Linked DNA regions of Mus musculus: regions 1, 2, 3 and 5 are each linked to region 4. Evidence: chromatin contacts called from public HiCAR-type, HiChIP or PLAC-seq and promoter capture Hi-C data. All regions are on one chromosome and are shown on one strand. Each heading gives the region's core, a stretch centred on a gene start, on an enhancer-like site or on the middle of the called end of the contact. The rest is flanking DNA. Distances are from core to core; before and after follow the strand shown.

Region 1 (2,700 bases), core at 45-2,544, 810 kb after region 4:
CCGGGAGAGATACTCCTAATCCCAAGCACCCCCATGTGTGTATACGATGTGATGGGTGTATGGCGGTGTGATGGGTGTATGGCGGTGTGATGGGTGTATGGCGTTGTTCTTTTGTCTCTCTGCCTCTTTAAATCTCTCCTGGCATATTTCCCCTGCTTGGCCTCCCTGTCCTCACATCCCCAGGTGTCCTCACATCCCCAGGTGAATTTCCTGGTTAGCAGGAGTCTGTTGAGCTGCCCTCCAGGCTGGATCTCTGAGGGTCAGAGCGAGCAGAGAACAGGGGAAAGCTGTTTGCACTTAGGAACCATTTTGGCTGTTCTAACCATTGCCTTTAATGGCCACTGCTGGCGGCGCTATAGCTGCTAGAGGGTCAGGGCAGCTGGTTCTCTCTCCTTGCTGGAGCTGGGCTTGGCCCTCCCGGCACTAAGAGTGCTTAGGTGTGGTGCCCTTTTACCTATAGGACATAACCACTACTCAGCCTGGCCTTGGTAGACCCGGGTTTATTGGAGCAGGGTCAATGTAGCAGAGATGGAGGAGTGGAAGACTTTCTTTCTCTGTCATTGTGAACACATTTATTTAGATTCAGCAATGACTGTCACCGCCCCTTCCACTCTACCTCCAGGTCTCCTTTAGAATACTGTCAGGGGCTTGCTGGACTTAGCTCCCACCAGGAGAAACCCCTGGGAAGTGTGAGTTGTGCTCCCACTCATCAGGAGCTCTAAGCCAGCTCAACCTTCCTCACGCTGGGACCTTTAATACAGGTCCTAAGGTTGTGCTGACCTCCAACCACAACATTATTTTTGTTGCTACTTCGTAGCTAGTTTTGCTACAGTTATGAACCGTAATGTTCTGTCCTGATATCAGCTCCTAGGCGACCCCTGTGAAAGGGTAGGTAAGTAAGTAGGGTCTGTGGATCCCCAAAGAGTTGTAAGCCACAGATTTAGAGCCACTGTAAGCCCTCAGCACACCAGCCTAACGCAGCCAACTCTGGGCCTCTCATAGGTGGGATGAGTAAGTTATCCAAAGGGGTTGTAATGTAAGCAAGGGAATTTAGGTTACAGGTCCCAGCAGTGCCCTGTGCGGTTTGGGCCTGAAAGGAATTAGGTAGCACCAGGCTCAGTGGAAAGCCAGGCTTAGAAGACAAAGGTCCTCTTCCAGGCTATCCCCTTGGGTTTTAATCAGGGCTGGGGGCTTTGCTGAGAAGGAAGTCTGGGAGGAGCCTAGAGTGGGTTCCCAGGATGGGGTGTGTATGCCCTAGAGGGTGAGGGAGGGCTGCTGGGATGTCTTTCTTTCATTGGTTGGGTAGACCTGCCCTCCTCCCCCTCCCGCTCCTGGAACATTCCAGACATTCCAGCCAATCTGCCTGCCATTGCTTTCTGGATATGGATTAACAAACATCCTTGCAGAGATTAGATTTCACTGCTACCACCCTGCTCCTGCCATACTGAATAGAAGGCCCCAAATCAGAGTTTGGACAGGCAAGTCTTGGCCTTTGACCTGGGATTGCACTAATGGGTTCTTTCAAACTAGGCTCCTGTTCTGGGGTTGCTGTATGCCTTGTTTCTTCCTAGGCAGGCTGCCTTCATCTCCCCTCTATCCAGAAGGACTTCCTGGGGGGAGGTGTCCGGGGCTGGGCACTGTTCATTTTCTCCCAGATTCTTCACCCATCTGAACATACTCGGTGTATCTATTTGGTTAGCAAAGGTGTTTTGTGAGAAACCCTTACCAGGGAGATCCAAAGCTGCCTTTTGGCCAGTCCTTGGATCTGGTACCTGGTGGAATGGGGTCTAAGGACTCAGCAATGGGCTTGTTGGCTTCCCGTGTGTGTCTGACACAGAGCACGCCTCACGCCGCTGGACCGGGTGTTGACTTTGTGGTTCTCCTGCCAGTACTGTGGGTGCTGGGATTACAGAGGGTCGACAGGCTTATCTATCCGTGCAGTCCTGGGACTTGAGCGCAGGACTTTGTGTCTGCTAGACAAATGCTGTACTCGTGGAGTTATGTCTGTCTGTCTTCCCCTCCTCTTCTATCACTGCAACGCCACCTTCCGACTGGCCTACTGTTCTATAGACTGGCCTGTGCGTGCATCAGTCCTGCTTTAGCCTGGAATCATGGCTCAAGCCTCCAGACTCAGCTGACTGTTTCCAATCCTCACTGTATCTACTCTAACTTTGTTAGGTCAAGTTCACAAACCACCAAGGTTTTCCTTCAAACAGATCCACCTTTCCTTTAGCTTTTTATTATTTCTTTTTCAAGATAGGATTTCTCTGTATAACCTTTGCTATCCTGGGACTCATTGTGTAAACCAGGCTGGCCTCGAACTCAGAGATCTGCCTGCCCCTGCCTCTTGAGTGCTGAGTTTGAGGAGGAAGAGGTTGGGTTTGGGTCAGGGGTGACATAGCTAAAGGAGCCGGGGACACCACTGCTCCACTCTTTTAGCTATGTCATTCCCAGATTTTCCCTGCTGTAGCTTGTCAACAAGGAGTTGTCGCTCTCAGAATTTCAGACTCAGTGGATCACAGAGACCCTTCTATTTTACACTAGACCCTGCTTTGGTAGGGACTGCCTAGGACAACTAAGGCCAACACACCCACTGTTAGGGCCTTGCATTCCTTTTTGCTTGCCCCACCCCACAGCTTGATGCCAGCTCTTCTGGTAGCCCACTGAGCATACGTGACTCAGCATTCTCTCACCTTGGGT
Region 2 (2,700 bases), core at 32-2,531, 680 kb after region 4:
TTGTTTTGCTTTGTTTTGAGACAGGGTTTCTCTGTACATGGCATGCGCCACCATTGCCCAGCTCCTATGGGTAATTACAAAAAAAAATAAAGGTAGCAGCCATGGTGGTGTTTCACATCTGTAATCCTTGCACCTGAAAGCCTGAGGCAGGAGGACTGCCTTGAGTTCAAAGTCATGCTTGTGATAAGAATCACACAATTCAGGCAGTGGTGGCACAGGCCTTTAATCCCAGCACTTGGGAGGCAGAGGCAGGCAGATTTCTGAGTTCGAGACCAGCTTGGTCTACAGAGTGAGTTCCAGGACAGCCAGGGCTACACAGAGAAACCCTGTCTTAAAACAAAACAAAACAAAAACATGAAAAGAAAAAGAAAGATTGAAGGGGAGGGAGACTCTGCTCATTCTGTGTCTACAGTAAAGAGACTTTTAATGAAGAAGTCACATGCCTTTTCCTTCAGGACCTGAGGATACCAGAAAGCTCTAGAGCACAAGGGCAACTTTCTCTCCATAAATTCAAAGCTGGCCCCTCATACATATAAAATGGGGATTAAAAAAAAAAAAAAAAGACTTTCTGAGTCAAGTCACAGAAGACCCAAAAAGGAGTTTAACAGATTTTCTTTCAGGACAGGAGTGAGCATTATTTTTTTAATAGACAAGGTCTCAGATAGTCCAGGCTGACTTCAAACTTGGTTGGCGACCAAATCTAACCCTGAACTGCTGACCTTGTGTTCCTGTGCTTAAAAACTGGAATTAGAGGTATCTACTACCAAGTGTGTGTGTGTGTATCAGACTAAAATGCCAGAGTCTGATCTGCAGCTATAGGACTATTAGTGACCAAAGTGTTTTGGTTTTTGGTTTTTTTGGGTTTTTTTTTTTTTTTTTTTTCTTTTTGGTTTTTTGAGACAGGGTTTCTCTGTGTAGCCCTGGCTGTCCTGGAACTCACGCTGTAGACCAGGCTGTCCTCGAACTCAGAAATCCGCCTGCCTCTGCCTCTGCCTCCAGAGTGGTAGGATTAAAAGCATGTGCCACCTCCGCTCAGCCCTAGATGAACTCTCAATGCCCTTTCAAGGATATGAGCTTTGAGCAAATTAAAATATAAACACAAACAAGAACAACAACAAAAAACCAGTTTGCCATCGGGGTGATAAAAAAGGCAAATCCAGCTCTTCAAAAAAGGCACTAAATGTCCCAGCTGTCCCGCGGCAAGGGCGGGGTTTGTGACTCAGTGGGCCGGGCCTGCCCATCCCTTCAGTCCTTAAACTCGCCCACCCGCCTTTCCCAGCGCTAGTGCTGCTGGCTGCTGTTCCTGGTGAGTACCTTAAGGGGTGCAATTGAGCCCTTGGATCCCGGAATTCAGACCTTGAGACAGGGTCTACAGGCAGGGCAGGGTGTGGGGGCTTCGGCATCACCCTAGGCCGTCTTGGAGTGCTCCGATTACCCACAGTGGGTTTGGGAGGGCGTGGGACCCCTTTCGAGTCCTGAGAAATTCTGGCTGGTTTTTCCAGAGACCAGACCTGTTGGGTTCGTCTCTGACAGGAGTCAGGGTCCTGCAGCAGTGGCCCTATGTATGGGTTCGCGGTGGTACCCAGACCCATCACCCCAGTGTGCTGAGGTTCCAAACCTAGCCTTGCTGTGTCACCCACCATGGCCTTCCAGGGCTCTGGCCACTTGTGTCCTGTAACTGTAGGTTGCTCTAGGCAGCCCAAGTGGAAAAGTTGTCAGTGCCTCAGGTGACCATGGATGGAGCTTAGAAGAATAATTTTGAGATGTTATATTATAACTTAACAGACTTTTTCTTATTTTTTTTTAAACTTTGGGGAGGACCCGTCTGTTTTTGTTGTTGTTTGTTGTTGTTGTTGTTGTTTTTAAGATTTATTATATCTAAGTACACTGTAGCTGTCTTCAGGTGCACCAGAAGAGGGCATCAGATCTTATTAGAGATGGTTGTGAGCCACCATGTGGTTGCTGGGATTTGAACTCAGGACCTTTGAAAGAACAGTTAGTGCTCTTAACCATTGAGCCATCTATCCAGCCCCAAGATGTATTTATTTATTAAGTGCACGGTATTCTGCTTGCATTTATGCCTGCAAGCCAGGAGAGGGCACTAGTCCTCAGTACAGATGGTTGTGAGCCACCCTGTGGTTGCTGGGAATTGAACTCATGACCTCTGGAAGAGCAGACAGTGCTCAACCTCTGAGCCCTTTTTCTTATTTTTTGCAAAAGAAAAAACTCATATAACAAAGGACTTCATTTACCAGGCGGTTGTTAGTTCATGCCTTTAATCTCAGCACTTGGTAGCACTTGAGAGGCAGAGGCAGAGGCAGGTGGATCTCTGTAAATTGTAGACAAAGGTCAGTTTGTCTACCTCAGGGAGTTCCAGGACATCCAGGGCTACACATTTTATACACTAGGTCTTTTCTTTTTGAAATTGTTATATTATGTGCATTGGCGTTTTGCTTGTATGCATGTATGTCTGTGAGGGTGTCATGTCCTCAAACTGGATAGATAGTTGTAAGCTGCCTTGCAGTTGCTGGAAATTAAACCTAGATCCTCTGGAAGACCTCTTAACCATTGAGCCAACTCTCCAGCCCTGTAACTATCAGGTCTTTGTAGCTTACTTATCATGCAAGATTAGGGATGCCTAGACCAAGTGCTTTACTGGGTACTGTCAGGAGCTCTGAGTGTTTGGAACTTACTTTTTTT
Region 3 (2,700 bases), core at 13-2,512, 960 kb before region 4:
TTCTCCTAAAATATGTTTGGATTTAAGCACTAAAATTCCAGTCACTGTAATTATTGTTGTTGTTACTTTTTGAGACAGGGTTTCTCAGTATAGATAGCCCTGGCTGTCCTGGAACTCACTCTGTAGACCAGGCTGGCCTTGAACTCAGAAATCTGCCTGCCTCTGCCTCCCAAGTGCTGGGATTAAAGGCATGCGCCACCACGACCGGCTGGCACTGTAATTCTTAAAACTCAGTTTCTCCCCAGACAATATAACATTATTCATTTAATCATCTCATCCTTCTGCCCTATGTTATAGTTAATTATGGCTTTTATTTTATTACTTGGTAATAAAGGCTACATTTATTTTTGTAACTGTGTAGAGCGATCTACCACGTGCCTGGTACTGAGTCTTGATATCCCAAGTGTTGACCTGTGATTTGTGTCGGATACAGAGACCCTTCGACCAAGTGGAATTACATAATAAACCATGGGCAGTTTATTCGAGATTTCTTGGAGCAAGAATGAAAGGATTATTACAATACGCGTCTACAGATGCTAGTGGTGTCTAAACTTGACCATCGGGATAGAGGAGGCTAGGCGGCAGGTGGGTGGGCGCGCGGCCCATTCATAAAACCTAGGATTCCCGGCCTGCTCCTCTGATTGGCCCCCGGGAAAGGGGGCGTACCTTGCGGGTGGAGCGAGCCGTCGGCCCAGGGGAGTGGGAAGATCCACGCTTGGGTGGAGCGAGGGGGCGGTCCCTGGTTTTCTAGGCAGGACTTCCTTTCCCCTTTGCCGCGTTACTCCTCTGTCCCCCGGGGTGGAGATGGTATGTTCCAGCTTCTTCTCATGCCGGCCCCTCTTCCCCTCCCGAAGCGGCGGCGCTGCCGCCATTTTAGTACTTCATGTGGAGGCAAAGTCAAAGCCCGGCCTTGAGGGTGTCCGAGTAGGGAGCCCTTCTTGCCGAGTGCCTCGAGGCTGTCCATCCCCAGTCTTCCTCGTTCCCCCGCGTGAAGCCGGCTGGGTTCCCTTCAGGCCGGGAGAGGAGGAGTGGGCGGGGCAGCTGCAAGCGCCCGGGGACGGGCGGTACCATTCCGACGGGGAGGGGAGAGCCGGGATCCAGTGGGCGGTGCCGCCCGGGGGCGGGGTGAGGATCAGGCTGGCCTGCTCCCCGGGGCGGGGCGGGGCGGGGCGGGCCGGCGCAGCGAGGGCGGGGCGTGGGGCGGACGGAACCACCGGGGCGGGGTGGGGAGGTAACGGGACGGGCGCGACCATGGCTCGGTGAGGCAGCGGGGGTGGGGATCGGTTCGGGGGAGGCCTGGGGCCGCTCGCTGGTGCGCTGTCTCCGCCGCCCCCCCTTTCGCCGCCGCCGCCGCCCCGGGCATGTCGTCCAACTGCACCAGCACCACGGCGGTGGCGGTGGCGCCGCTCAGCGCCAGCAAAACCAAGACCAAGAAGAAGCATTTCGTGTGCCAGAAAGTGAAGCTATTCCGGGCCAGCGAGCCGATTCTCAGCGTCCTGATGTGGGGGGTGAACCACACGGTAACCAGCTTCCCCGTGCGCGCCCCCACTCCCTCCGGCCTCGCCACGCTCGCCCCGCGGGTGACGCCTGCAACCCTTCCGCCGAGCCACTTGCATGCCCGCCCACCCGTGCACGCTGTCCGGCCGGGCGTGCACTCCCCGTTCGCCACGCGAGGCCTGGTGTCCCCGTGCTATGCCGTCGTCGTTTCCCCTTCGCTCCAGCCCCTCTGGCTTCTTGTGTCCGTATGCTGGCTCCGTGCAACCCCGGAGCTTCCGAGGGAAGGCCTGGGTGCTGCAACGACGCTGCTTCTACCCTCAGCGTGTTTGTTGCATGGCTATTCCGCTTGTCTCTTATAGCTGGCTACCACATCATTGCTCAGTTGACAGGGCAAGTGGGACTGGCTTGCCTGAATGTTCCTGTTTGTGGTCCTTTGGGTGGTATGGCTGCTCAAAGTTTCCCATCTTCTAGGCCTCCTTACCCCTGACTGTGGACATCCTCTCTGGGTTTCCTTTTTTTCTTCTTCTTCTTCATGAAGACGTATCAACTGGAGAAGCAGAGACTTCTCCAAACCACAGACACTTGACTTGTGTTCCCATGGATGAAGGATAAGTGCGAGCACAAGGCCCGAGGGAGTGTAGACTTGGTTATGGAAATAATGTATCTTCCTCGTTCTTCTGTGATGTTTCAAAGCCATTGACTTCTCGTATGGTTTTCCAGGGTGTGATAATGGTGATTACTGTCTCAGATGAGTGGTCCTTTGGGTCCTGGGTGCTTTGGGATGGTGCAGCAGCCTCTGCCAAGAAGTTGGATGTGGCCGACGTTAGCTGGTTGGCTCTGTTTATGTGCTGTTTGTTTGGGATCTGCTCTCTTTCGGTGGCTTGCTCTCTGCCTTCTCACCGTTTCTTTGTGAGTCCCTACACTGAGAGCAAACAGAGGAAGTGAAAAGACCTGAGGTGCTGACTCCACCAGCCACAAGTTTAGAATGGGGGTGGGTGGGGGGAGGATAACGGGTCGGGTCTCCTTCGGATTTCATTCTTTAGGCTCCATGACTTTTCTGAACACTTGAAATTGTCTACAAGACCAAACAATGACCCAGGGACCCAGGGTCAGGGAGACTTCATTTTCTCTTGCTTTGGTAGAAGACCTAGAGGGTCCTTTGGCTAGAGATTGAGGGACAGCCACCTACACCAGCGTAGATCT
Region 4 (2,700 bases), core at 7-2,506:
AGGCTTACGCACAAAGAACAGATCTCTTTCATTGGATGAGTCTTGCCTTACACGTGTTCTTCCACAGCCTCCCAACTCACACTGAAGACCCATTACAAGGCACAAAGTGGCCTTTTCACCCTTTCTTGACTCCCCTGGTGGCCAGGCAAGGCTTTAAACTCCTGATCGTCCTGTTTCCGCTCCCAAGGGCTACATGAATGCCATCAAGCCCAGCCCGAATTTATAAGGTACAGAGGATTGAATTCAGGCCTGTGCAGTGGGCTAGGCAAACATTCTACCAACTAAGTTACATCCCCAGGGACCCTTTATTTTCTTCCACATTTGACCAGTCACTCTAGACTTCTACCCTACCTATCCCAGCAACTCCACTTTTAGACAAGGTCAAGAAAATGCCTGACCCCCCACCCCCACCCCTAGACGGATTCAACAAATCTCTTCCCCGCTAGCACACCGTGAGCTGCCCAAATCCTCCTGTTCAAGTTTATTGGAAGTTACTTCTTCTTAACTCTGGCAAGAGAAACTTCTCTGATAGTGGCAACTGGACCCAATATCCTCAGGTTACTTTTTCTCTCTTTCCTCCAAGTGCTACGGGGGTTGCTTGCGATTGCCACCGTGTCCGCTTTCTCAGGTTACATTTCTAAACCTCGAGAGTACGAAGTCGTGGTCCCTGCCACGCACACCCAAAAGCACCTGTCCCCCTTATGGACGTCCCAAAGTTTTCTTTCTCCCGCCCAACTCTAGAGTCCCTCACTCGGGTCAAACGCTCTTGGTCCAGTTCTTGAAAAGCTAACCCTCCGCTGGCTCCGCTCATCGCGAACCACTCGGCTCCCGGGCTCTGGATTCGCTGCCCCGCCCTCTCCACACTCCCGCAACCCGCGAGCTCTGCGCGGGAAGCGGACCCGGCGGGCGCTGGGCCGGGGCGCGCCCCCCATTCCTCGGTCTCCGCTCTTCCGTTAGCGGCCCGCGCTGGTCCGCGGCCTCCCGCCGTTGCCGCGTCCCCTCCCCCCACACACCCCGCCTCCAGCCCGCCTCTTCACCTCGTAGCAGCGCCCGAGAGTCCGAGAGGAATCGGTGCCGCGCTACTCGCGCGTTGCGTCGGGCGGTCCGAGGGGAGTAGCGCGCCCAGAGGAGCAAAGAGCCGTGTGGCCACAAGTCGACCGTCCCGCTGAAGCGGCGTACCGCAGGCCCCGCTAACGGCCCTCCCCTCAGCCGAACAAAAGAGCCTCTCACTCTGCGCGGCCCGCCGCCTGCACTGCGCAGACGCGACGACCCGCCGCAGGGCACCTTGGGATTAAGAGTCGGCCAGAAACTACAGATCCCAAAGTACCGCGCGAATCCCGCGCCGCCCACCTCCACTTTCAAGGATTGTAGGGAGTTTTCGTAGTTTTGTTTTCTTTTTTGACTGGAAAGGCGAAGTCGACTGTTACTTAGAACATAACTCTACAGTCTAGGAAATTGATGGGTAGTGGTGGGGTTTGTTTGTTTAATAACAGGATACGCAGCCCAGGTGGCTTCGAACTCGTGGCCTTTCTTTTTGCTTCAAATGTCAAAGTGCTGGATTCCAGGCGCGTGCTGGTATTCCTTACTCAGTCTACAAAAGTAGGACACTGCAGGTTTGGAAACTAGCCCGTTGATGTTTGGTCCGTTTGCGTTTAAAAGAAAAATATTGTATTCGTCACCTGAGATTTATCAAATCACCTTCAATAATGTCCAGCAATCTTACCTATTATTGCCACCTGACTGGGGTTCCTACCTCTCAGTTTGAATCACTGCTCCATTCAGAAAGCAGTAGATTAACCGTCTAGGTAGACACCATCGACACTTTCTGAATTTGCTTTTTTTCTTTCCCCTTCCTTCCCTCTCTATTCTTGTTTTATTTTTGGTTGTTGGTTCTGTTGAGTGGACAGGGTCTCAAGGAAGTCTGATCTACCTGTTTTCACTTCCCAAATGCCGAGTATTACAAACACAGACCACCACATTCAAAGTTTTCCCTTTATTGCCCTTGCCGGTGGGTGACTTTCATGGGGATTTCTCCATCTCTGTGAACATCCTTTATCAAGTTAGTCTAAAGAAACGGAATTAAGCAAAAACCACGGCTGGGCTGTCATTCTTTAACACGGGTGCTACTCTGATTCAGGTAGGTTGCTGCTAATTGTTGAACTAGGAACTCCAGTAAGGACAGACGCTTCATATGACTCATTGTGTCCACGACACTCAGGATCCTTGGTGTTTGTTTCTAGCAAGGACAAGGTCATTTTGGTTGTTTGTTTGTTTGGTTGGTTGGTTGGTTTGTTTTTGTTTGTTTTTTTGAGACAGGGTTTCTCTCAAAACTCAGTTTGTAGACCAGGCTGGCCTCAAACTCAGAAATCGGCCTGCCTCTGCCTCGAGTGCTGGGATTAAAGTTGTGCGCCACCACGCCCGGCCACAAGGTCACGTTTTGACTCTCAGTATTTATTGGTAAAAATTCCTTGAATATGTGATTAAGTGAATAACTGAGATGTCCAACTGATAATAGAACTGATCAAACTTTCCAAGGCCAGATTCAAGCCTCTTAATCCTAGTACCCGGGATTGAGACAGGAGGATTGCTGGGAGTTTAAGAGCACTTTAGCACTTAGGAGGCAGAGGCAGGAGAATTTCTGAGTTCAAGACCAGCCTGTTCTACAGAGTGAGTTCCAGGAGAGCCAGGGCTACACAGAGA
Region 5 (2,700 bases), core at 91-2,590, 780 kb after region 4:
CCCACGTGTCGCCCCTCGCCCAGTCCGGTCTTTCCCTCGGGCTCCCGGAGCCTGAGGATCCGGAACGCGTCGGTCCTAGCGGAGGGAAGGGACCTGGGCGGATCCACTTCCCCCTCCCCACGGGGAGGGGGGAGGGCCGCAGCCCCCTCCCCCGCTGCTCGCTTCCTCAAGCGCGGAGCGGAAATTACCCCCTCCCCGCCCCGGGCTGACCTGGGGACGTGGGCGGGGCCTCTGCACCCCCTCCCCCGGCGGCCTTCCAAAATCCAGCACCCCAAAACTAAGTTCTGAGACCCACAGCCTGCGCATGGACCATCGCTCAGTGCATCGCGGGTAGAGCGGACGCAGGCGGGCGACGCCACCTGTCCGCTCCTTGCGTGGGGAGGGCGAGGGGGACCTCGGAGCTCAACCCGGTCCCTCCCTTCTGAAGCCAACCCCTCCGGTTCGGGGTCGATCGGTGGTGCGACCACCCCTCGTCGTTTTTCCCCCACCCAGTTGATCTTCGAGGATGCTCTCGAGCCGGGTCGTGCAGGCTTTCCCCCAAGGATGCTGGAGTGTTGTCATCCAGCAGCTGGACTGGGTGCAAGCCAGCTTTTCTCCAGTGGGGATCCCGAAACATGATTTCCTGCGGGTCCCTCGTTTTCAGGCGCTGTCTCTCGTGTCCCGTGTCCGCAGCTTCCCGATCCCGCGCTCTCAGGGTCCCCTGAATCAGGACCCGGGAGGCCAGCGAAGTCTAGCGGTGTAGCGGGAAAGACAGTGACCCCCTACTTAGAAACGTAGAGGAAAGGCGTCTTTCCTTTTAAATAACCGGTTCCTGCGACCCCCTCCTGAAGACCCCAGAGTCCTCAGCTTCTCTTTGTCTGTCTCGGCAGTCCCCCGCCTGTCAGTCGCTAGCAGTTTGCCGGGGTGGGGTGGGCAGCCCAGTCTCCACAAAACGAATAAAAAAATTACCGTACATTTTATTCCTAAGAACTGGGGGGATTTGGGTCGCCACCGCCCTCCCCCCGCCACCCCCCCCCCCCGTGCAGGTCGCTGTGGGGGCGGGGCGCCGCTTTAGGGGCCAGGTTCTTGCAAAGGGGGAGGGGGATAGGAGAGCTGGGGGGGGAACTCTGCTTCCACTTTCCTGGTTTACCCGTGGGGTGCGCTGAGTGCCGCCCCCAAGATTGGAGACTGTTGGGTTGGTCCGGGTTGGAGGGCCAAGGGGCCCGGTGGCGTCGGGGGTCTTTCCCTGCAGGGTGGGTGGGGGCTGTCACCACGTGGCTTCGCCTTTTTTTTTTTTCCTGCTCCATTTTTTTTTTTTTTTCAAGTCGATTTTATTTAGAGGCGGCGCCAGGGCGGCCGCGGAGAAACGTGACACACCAGCCCGCTCGCAGGGGTTTCGGACCGAAGGGAAGGAGCCGCGCCGCGTCGTCGTCAGCCTCCCCTGCACTCGGCGGGCACTTCTCCCGGGCTCACCCAAACTCTCCCGTGACCCCCGCGTGCCCTCAGGCCGCCCACCCGCCCGGAGCTCCGGACAACTTCAGGGGTGGGGTGCGTAGAAAGTTTGCGGCTCCCGCCGCCCGTCTCCACGCCTCTCGGCCTAGGAGGCTCTCCGCCCGCGCCCGCCCGGCTCGGCCTTGCCTGGAACCGTGTCCTTGCCCCGCCACCGCCACCATGAACAAGCTTTACATCGGCAACCTCAACGAGAGTGTGACCCCCGCAGACTTGGAGAAAGTATTCGCGGAGCACAAGATCTCCTACAGCGGCCAGTTCTTGGTCAAATCCGGCTACGCCTTCGTGGATTGCCCCGACGAGCACTGGGCGATGAAGGCCATCGAAACTTTCTCGGGTAAGAGCGCGGCCACCTCCCCGGAAAACACACACACACACACACACACACACACACACACGAAATCCCGGAACAACGGGGACCTGCAGCTCCTCTTTTCCTTGCCGGCCAACTCTTCCCGGGTCCGGGAGGGCTCGGCCTCCGTCTTCGGTCCCCAGCCTCGCCCGGCCTCCCTCGACGCCTTCTCCCGGCGCGGAGATATTCGGGATTTCCTCACCCCTTCCCCCAGCCCGAGGCGCTCGTGGCGGCTCCCTACACCCCTCCCCACCGACGGGGCGGGAGCCCCGGTTGGCAACTGGTGGGGGTGGGGGTGGGGGTGTCTCACGAACACTGGGGTTCGGGTATAGGCGTGGTTTCCCCGATTCCCCCCCGCCCCTAGTCAGCCCCCCATGCGCTAGAGCACCCCCAAAGCCCCTGCCCTCCGTCCCGGGCCTTTCCAGGATGGGGGTTCGCGCACCTCAGCTCTTCCCGCTTTAACTAGGGACTAAGCCCTGAGGCAGGACGTGGGAGGAAGGGGCTCCCGCCTCCCGCCCAAGGCCTGGGGCTTGAGCCATTTTGATTTGAAAGTGGGGCGTGAGCCGGGTGGCGCGGCGGCGGTGGCGGTGGCGGCGGCGGGTCGCCATGCTGCTTCCCGAGACGCCGAGGCTGGGCCGAGAGGCGCGCGGCTACCGCGAGGGACCCTCCGCCCCGGGCCGCGCCGCCCCGGGGGCCCTCCGCTAGCCCTGTGGCCCCGACCCGGCCTGGTCGCCTAAGCCCTTCACCGTGGCTCTGCTGGAAAATAAAGTTTTAATTCTCTACTCCCGCCCCACTTCGCGAAACGATCCTGCTTTCGCCTGTCTCCTTCCTTCTACTTCTGGAGCCGCCGAAGCAAGCGC

The links. HiCAR-type assays count read pairs that join an accessible place to other places. HiChIP or PLAC-seq counts read pairs in DNA pulled down with a chosen protein or histone mark. Capture Hi-C pulls out chosen DNA fragments and counts their contacts.
Region 1: a HiCAR-type map of embryonic stem cells shows a contact between it and region 4, with 3 times the contacts expected there. The contact joins the enhancer-like site here to the promoter of Cbx1 in region 4. A contact is called at or near these places in 1 of 39 promoter capture datasets (embryonic stem cells) and 3 of 115 datasets of contacts at active chromatin or transcription factors (embryonic stem cells and neural tube).
Region 2: an H3K27ac HiChIP or PLAC-seq map of embryonic stem cells shows a contact between it and region 4, with 5 read pairs. The contact joins the promoter of Calcoco2 here to the promoter of Cbx1 in region 4. A contact is called at or near these places in 1 of 39 promoter capture datasets (embryonic stem cells) and 4 of 115 datasets of contacts at active chromatin or transcription factors (embryonic stem cells and neural tube).
Region 3: a promoter capture Hi-C map of liver shows a contact between it and region 4. The contact joins the promoter of Pip4k2b here to the promoter of Cbx1 in region 4. A contact is called at or near these places in 1 of 39 promoter capture datasets (cranial neural crest) and 1 of 9 other capture datasets (liver).
Region 5: an H3K4me3 HiChIP or PLAC-seq map of embryonic stem cells shows a contact between it and region 4, with 9 read pairs. The contact joins the promoter of Igf2bp1 here to the promoter of Cbx1 in region 4. A contact is called at or near these places in 4 of 39 promoter capture datasets (the 3T3-L1 cell line, embryonic stem cells and hippocampal neurons), 2 of 484 Hi-C or Micro-C datasets (both in embryonic stem cells), 4 of 115 datasets of contacts at active chromatin or transcription factors (embryonic midbrain, embryonic stem cells and neural tube) and 2 of 9 other capture datasets (adipose tissue and macrophages).

The regions. Positions count from the first base shown.
Region 1 is chr11:95,981,280-95,983,979 of GRCm38.p6, reverse strand. The region is part of intron 2 of Igf2bp1 (insulin-like growth factor 2 mRNA binding protein 1); the gene reads left to right. Among named protein-coding and RNA genes, the nearest start is that of Mir3063, 19 kb to the right of the region's middle. Within about 2 kb of position 1,294, at least 105 of the 459 cell types and tissues checked have an H3K27ac peak or open chromatin away from gene starts, as enhancers often do. A contact at or near this core is called in embryonic stem cells, where this site is marked.
Region 2 is chr11:96,110,543-96,113,242 of GRCm38.p6, reverse strand. Calcoco2 (calcium binding and coiled-coil domain 2) reads left to right here and starts at 1,281. Exons shown (of 6, transcript NM_001271018.1): 1 at 1,281-1,306.
Region 3 is chr11:97,743,266-97,745,965 of GRCm38.p6, reverse strand. Pip4k2b (phosphatidylinositol-5-phosphate 4-kinase, type II, beta) reads left to right here and starts at 1,262. Exons shown (of 10, transcript NM_054051.1): 1 at 1,262-1,520. The coding sequence starts at 1,362. Cwc25 (CWC25 spliceosome-associated protein) reads left to right here. Exons shown (of 10, transcript NM_026186.4): 10 at 1-496. Mir8102 (microRNA 8102) reads right to left here and starts at 1,069; the gene lies at 931-1,069.
Region 4 is chr11:96,787,691-96,790,390 of GRCm38.p6, reverse strand. Cbx1 (chromobox 1) reads right to left here and starts at 1,256. Exons shown (of 5, transcript NM_001362560.1): 1 at 1,038-1,256.
Region 5 is chr11:96,004,584-96,007,283 of GRCm38.p6, reverse strand. It overlaps Igf2bp1 (insulin-like growth factor 2 mRNA binding protein 1), which reads left to right and starts at 1,340. Exons shown (of 15, transcript NM_009951.4): 1 at 1,340-1,825. The coding sequence starts at 1,651.